Regions from separate parts of the Zea mays genome. Here region 2 is linked to region 1. The links are chromatin contacts, called in public Hi-C maps. All regions are on one chromosome and are shown on one strand. The core of a region is the stretch at or near the end of the contact, and the rest is flanking DNA. Distances in the headings are between cores, read along the strand shown. Region 1 has its middle 120 kb from the start of LOC100281302. Region 2 holds the start of LOC103633692 (very-long-chain enoyl-CoA reductase).

Region 1 (3,557 bases), core at 290-2,789:
GATCTTCGCCGCCGTAGACAGGGGGTACGTAGCGTACCGTACTCTTCCCGGCGGCCCGCTCATCAATCGGCGTGGGGATGGAGAATTGGAGATCCAGGATAGGGTTGGCTGACCCCTCCACCCTAGCTCTGGTCAAAGACTCCAAGTCAAAGAGTAATATAACCCCATTTGTTTTCAACACACACAGGAGAGCAGATCGGATCACCAACAACCCAGCCCAACGAGAGCAGCTAGCAGGCGCCTCAGGCTGGTTCCGACGCCAAGATGTAAGGTTGTCTTCACCATTTTACGTACCTATCCTGTATTCCATCTATCTTCTATTTCAAACTTTACTTCATAAACAGTATATTACATGACCATACACACGATCTAGTAGAGACAGTCTATCCACCAGTGACATGGTTAAGCCGGTGATTTTTATATCAACTGGTCATTCTATCCCTCATCACCCATGGCTCGCTTACATATTCTCGATGGGCTAGGTCGTTCTCTTTCCCACCAATCACGCGTGCATGTATCATTGTACACATTAAAGATGAACGTGGGGAAGCATACGGTGTGGACTCCTACGATTAGGGATGGCAACGGGAAATTTCCCGTCAAAGAATAGCTCTCCATACCTGTCCCCGCGACATAAAAATTTTCTCGTGGAGATCCCCACGAACGCTTGTAAGGGACATTTCTTTCCCATCATCATTCTCCACGGGGATAAATCCCGACGGGTATCTCCGTCCCCATTTAAATTATAATTAGGACATACATCATTTTATATTAATGCAAAATATTTTCACTTATACATATTGTTAGATGTAATAAATCATTATGTGCACATCAAAGTGAACACATTTGTACAATGATTGATATCTAAACAAGATAATTATTTATTTTTATCATTAACTAGTATACGAAAATATCAACACGTGCAGATTGAACCGGTCCCCGCGGGGAACGGGGCTTCCCCATCCCCGTCGGGGGAAGAATTTTTCCCGTTTACATCCCTGTGGGGAAACAAACTTCACCATTTTCGTCCCCTAATGGAGGAATTCCCGCGGGGAATCGGGCATCGGGACTCTATTACCATCTCTACCTACGACACAGTCGAGTCTTCCGTTACAGCACCAACCATGCACCACATGAAGCACCTACGAGCTTTACGGCCATCCTTTACCGTGATGAGGCCACAATACATGTTAATCCGGCCCAACGACCAACTCCAAAATAATTTAACAAATTAATTTAACAGAGCATATATGATATCTACACCAAAGTAATTAGATTTTATTTTTTGAATTTTGTAATTTTATTACAAATTATGTAATTTGTAATCGTTTTTATGAATTATATAATTTTATTTGCTTAGTTACGCGGAACCAGTCTCATACAAATTAAAATGCACCCTCGCTCGTCAGCGGGAACACAGTACCATGCATGCACGGGCGTAACGTAACGAAGCCGCCGCCGCCAAACGTGTTAGTGTTCATCTGCCAGCACTGCAGCAGATGGACCGCCGTACGTTCCTGCTGGCTGCTCCGCGCGGCAGGCAGGCAGCTTCGTCGGCGTCGTCCAGACGGAGGGGGCAGTAGTATTCTATATATCCGCCTCTCTATCACCTTTTCGTAACGGCAAAGCGCATTCAACACGCGTACTTTTCTTGACGGTTTGGTGTACGATTAGTCGATTAGTACTGATATACAACTTATATATATACAACTTGTCGCCTCAAACGCCTTCCAGGCTTCCAGTCCATTCGCCATTCCGAAGCTCGCGAGAAAATCTCTCTCATCGTCGTCACCCAATGATGCACCAGCAACACAACACCACCATATCGCCGCCGTCGTGGGCGGCGGCGGCGGCGGCGGCGGCGAGAGGCAAGAGAGGCGTCGTCAGCTTGCAGGGGCCGAGGCCGCTGCCGCTGATCCTGCCTCCGGGCACCACCACCACCACGTCGTCGTCGTCGTCTTCAACGCCCCGGCCGGCCAAGAGACCCCGCCGCGTCGTCAACAGCGGCGGCGGCGACGTCAGCAGGGCACCGCAGCAGTCGTCGGCCGCGGCGCCGGGGCCCGTGATCCTGTACGAGCACACGCCCAAGGTCATCCACGCGCGCGCCGACGAGTTCAAGGCCCTCGTGCAGAGCCTGACCGGCCGCGGCGGCGGTCAGGAGGCCGTGCCTCGGCCGCCAGCGTCGTCGCAGCAGACGGCTGCTGGTGACCTCCTGGTGCTCACGCTCGGGCACCACCAGCATGTTCCGCCGCCGCCGCCGCTGCCTTCGCCAGGCGGTGCTGCTGGTTTCCTTCTCTCCCCCGGCAGCTTCCTCTTCTCGCCCGCCACCATGCAGGCCATACAGGAGCTCATCAGCTGAGTGACTGAGTCCATGCTTTGCCTTCATCTCTGCTCTCGAGTGGAAATCCAGCTGCAAGCCTAGCTTGGTTGCCAACAAAGAGAGACTGCATGCCAACTATCTGATGTATAACTCGTCATTTCATTCATTTATTCATTATCTAAAAATAAAAGTACTAGTAAATACAGAACGACGTCGTTTATTTACCGAGTGTCGGGTCGATACTTGATTAAGTCTTTACCGAATGACTGACAAATAGCACTTAACAAAGATCATTTACCAATGATTTTTTTAGCAAGGGTTCTTTATCGATTGCAACGCTCGACAAAGCGTTTATCGACTGTTTAAGGGCCTTTGTCGAGTGCCTTGGACACTCAGCAAAGAAGACGAGCGAGTCCAGTAGAGACACTTTGTTTTCCGTCACCAAATTATCGACGTCACTAATTTTCTTTTGAGATCGCATAGTACAACAGACGCTCATAACAATCAATCTTATGAACGTACACACAAAAACCCTAACCATATGAGCACCGACCTTCGAAGACCAGACAGGTAGGGATGAAAACGAACAATAATGGTCACGAAAACTCTCCAAACACTTTCAAAGCATATTTTTATTCAAAATTGTAAAAGGTAACAATATCATCGGTTGAGAAAACGAAACGGGAGGGTGTAAAGATATGACGGTAAATTTTACAATCGATCGGGAACACATCGGCAACAGTCAGGAACCAGTAATTAAAATCGGCAATACCGATGCATATAACCACTCCAAACATTCAACTTAACATAGCAAATACACCATGACCTTACAGTAATATGATATATTATATATAAGCATTTAAAGTTTCAACATGCATGGCAATTCACTGTTTTATGATGCCATGACTATATGACATATGACGTACGCTGGTCGTTGTAGCCAAACCCCCTAACCAACAACAGTAGCACAATCCAACAAATAAATTCATAAGTTGAAACATTACACTCAAAAATAAATTCCTAACTAACGCAACATAGCAGGAGGGGACAATAGTTCATAAGTTCACACATAATAACCATAAATATGTCTCGACTCTAATCACACACACATTCAAATAGGACACACATTCAAATAGGATATAGGAAATAAATAATTTTTTCCCCAAAAGTCTACAAGTGCAACAACCAACAATTCACAAAAGTACAAATCATTTGCATGAGGCCTCGGTATTGTTGT
Region 2 (3,395 bases), core at 496-2,995, 180 kb after region 1:
TTACTTAGCATAAGTTACGACCGATTCCAGGAGCGGACCGAAAACTTCGAGCAACATGCTCACTAAACATGGCTGTGAACTTGCCATCTACATGTTTAAAAATTGTATAAAACACAAACAAAGTCAGAAAATCATGAAACTTGTCCACGTGTCATGATATCATATGTACAGGTTGTGATAAAAAATTGAGAATGTTTGGACAAAGTTGTGAGACACTATGTGTAGAAACCTAAGAGAACTACACATGAAATCATAGAGTTTCAATGTGGATCTCTTAGGTTTGTACACATAGCGCGTCATAGTTTTCTCGAAATTTTTTCAATTTTTTATCGCAGCCTGTACATATGATATCATGACACGTGGACAAGTTTCAAGATTTTCTGACTTTGTTTGTGTTTTATACCATTTTTAAACATGTGGATGACAAGTTCACGGCCATGTTTAGTGAGCATGTTGCTCGAAGTTTTTGGTCCGCTCCTGGAATCGGTCGTAACTTATGCTAAGTAACATGAATATCATTTTTTCATGCACGGTTTTCCAAGTTTCGAGTGACCTGCAGTTCAAATCTAAATTTTCCGAAGAAATTCAAATAAACGAACTAAATCTACTAACGATTGAAACTCTGTTAAAATTGTCCACAAATGATACATGTAGGTCTACATAGTGTAGGAACATACCACAAAAAGTTTGGGAGACAAAATAAAAGAAATAAAAATATACTTTGCCGAGTGTCTAGAGATGGCACTCGGCAAAGAGTTCTTTGCCGAGTGTCAACTGGGCGACACTCGGCAAAGAAGACTCTTTGCCGAGTGCCAACCATTGGCTCTCGGCAAAGACTGACGGCCGTCAGCTTTGGGACGGCCGCTGACGGCCCTTTGCCGAGAGCCCCCTTTGCCGAGTGTGGACCTGTACCGAGTGTCCTACGCTCGGTAAAGACGCTCGTTACCGAGAGTCGAGCTTTGCCGAGTGCGGCTCTCGGCAAAGCCGTCTTTGCCGAGTGTCCGATAAAAGGCACTCGGCAAAGCGTCCGGCACTCGGCAAAGGCTCGGATTCCGGTAGTGTTAGGCACGCCACACATATTGCAACCTGCTAAGCTTAGGCGTGGCGTCTTAGGCGTCAAACAAAATAGCTCCTGAACCTACAAATTGTGCCAAATGGTACCGCAAATGTCCTACACCTGTGTTCAATATTGGAGGACCAAATAAAAGAACTTCAAGCTAAGGATGAAGAGATACAACACATAAATAAGAGTAAAGTACTGAGAAATAAATTTTAAGGTTTAAGGTCGATGAACAAGCAATATTAATTGTGCTATGAAAATTGGATGTGTAATGTGGGAGATGAGAAGATCATGAAAAGTATCCAAGTGTGACTTATATGCATCAAACTAAGAGATGTTTGTAGCAGTCTAGTACTTGAAAAAAAAACTTTTATGAGACTCACTACAACAGTGTGACTTACAGACTTCTCTCCGTCAGCTAGTCAGCTACAGTAGAGCCATGGAAGATTCCTCTCTCGTGTACTATTGCCGTTCAAACATTCCTCTCTCATTCTCATGTGTTTCCACGTTCAGTACGTGTGTGTATATGTCATTGTCCGAGCTGGTCAGCTGCGAATGCGCATCTCGAGAAGTAGGCAAGTTAATGCACACTGTCAATCCACGTGTTAAGGACTGATCTACCGCTCCTAGTTTTTATTAATTTGTTCCTTGGACTTGTACGCTTCTTCCAGCTAGTTTCAGGCTTCTTCTGTTCTGTTTATATATTTGGAGATTGGAGTACTGGAGGCACGTACCGACCGGCCGGCCGGGCGACCCAGAGATGTGGCTCCCGTTCCTGTACCCGCCGCCGGCGTCGGTGTACGTGACGGTGATGTCCGTCGTGTCGCTCTTGTCCGCGGCGAACGCCGGCCTCTCCGAGCTCCGCGGCAACCACGTGTCCTACTCCAAGTTCTGGCACGTGGCCGCGGCGGCGGGCGGCGACGGCAGCAACAAGCAGCGCGCGCGGGCCGGTGGCGGCGCCGTCTTGACAGGCCGGGACGGGATGCTGGTGACCTACGCCCCGGCGTTCGCCGCCGCCGCGGCGTCCTTCGCCGTGCCGGGCGCCGTGGAAGGCGCGCGCGCGCGGCTGCTCAGCGCCGCGCTCACCGCCCACTTCCTCAAGCGGCTTCTCGAGGTCCCAACTTTTTTTTTCCCATAACCGTGGGAGCACAAGCACACAGGCACAGCTGAACGTCTGAAACTCCGTACGTCATGCATGCGTGCGTGCGTGTTTTTCTTTCCTTCTCTGGCAGGTGCTGTTCGTCCATCGGTACAGCGGGAGCATGCCGCTGGGCACGGCGGTCGGCGGCGCCGCCAACTACTTGGTCGCCACGGCCACCATGGTGTACGCGCAGCGCCTCAGCCGCAGCGTCCAGGACCCGCCCGTGGACCTGCGCGGCCCCGGCGTGGTGGTCTTCGCCGTCGGCCTCGCCGGCAACTTCTACCACCACTGCCTCCTCTCGAGGCTGAGGGCAGACGGCGGCGGCAGCAAGGGGTACAAGATCCCCAGGGGCGGGCTGTTCGGGCTCGTCGCCTGCCCGAACTACCTCTTCGAGATCGTCGGGCTCTTCGGGGTCGCCATGATCGCGCAGACGGTGTACGCGCTCGCCTACGCCACAGGAGCGGCGGCCTACCTCGCCGGCCGGAGCTGCGCCACCAGGAGGTGGTACCAGTCCAAGTTCGACGAGTTCCCAGCGAGGATCAAGGCGTTGGTGCCGTATGTGCTGTAGCCAACTCCCAGCTCTGGCTCTATGTTTGAATAAATATATAAGAAACAAGTAAGAGCCTCTTTGGCAGGGATTTGTAGCTTTTCTCTATGAAAAAAGCTACAACTATATCAAACACTTTTTTCAATGCACTATGCATTCTTTATCGAGTGTCACAAACACTCGGTAGAGGCTTTTTTTTATCCGGCAAAGTCTTTTGCGGAGTATTGCACTCGGCAAATATTTTATCCCTAAGTGATTTTTTACCAAATATTTTTTTTATATTTTTGCAAAGACTTCGCCGAGTATCAAAAAAACAATAGGTAAATTAAGAATCGCAAAAAAAACCCAAAAACAGTAAAACTTTTTTTAATTAGGGGAAACAACCCTCCAAACCATCACCATTGTCCTACCCATCGTCCTATCATTTTCACCATTTTTTTGAACTGAATTCACGTGTTTTGTGACCGGTGAGATTCTGTGACACCCTAAATTTGGGGTATAATTTTTTTTTCTAATATCCACCAAATTCAGGTGTTATCCTCTCCTTTCCTTGTTCCTCTTCTCTTTTTCCTAAATAATGGAGAGTTAATTTGTTGTATATTGGCATAAGCCAAGTGAAGTGAGCCCTAGAAGTGAGCTAAATTCAC

Evidence for each region. Hi-C and Micro-C count contacts between places; a contact is called where the count stands out from the background.
Region 2: a contact with region 1 is called in a Hi-C map of ear, with 1.9 times the contacts expected there. The contact joins the promoter of LOC103633692 here to the enhancer-like site in region 1. A contact is called at or near these places in 3 of 25 Hi-C or Micro-C datasets (ear, leaf and tassel).

The regions. Positions count from the first base shown.
Region 1 is chr7:7,010,837-7,014,393 of Zm-B73-REFERENCE-NAM-5.0, forward strand. No RefSeq gene overlaps it. Among protein-coding and RNA genes, the nearest start is that of LOC100281302, 120 kb to the right of the region's middle. Within about 2 kb of position 1,540, at least 9 of the 20 cell types and tissues checked have an H3K27ac peak or open chromatin away from gene starts, as enhancers often do. A contact at or near this core is called in ear and tassel, where this site is marked.
Region 2 is chr7:7,194,576-7,197,970 of Zm-B73-REFERENCE-NAM-5.0, forward strand. It overlaps LOC103633692 (very-long-chain enoyl-CoA reductase), which reads left to right and starts at 1,746. Exons shown (of 2, transcript XM_008655400.4): 1 at 1,746-2,174; 2 at 2,293-3,016. The coding sequence starts at 1,821. The coding sequence ends at 2,769.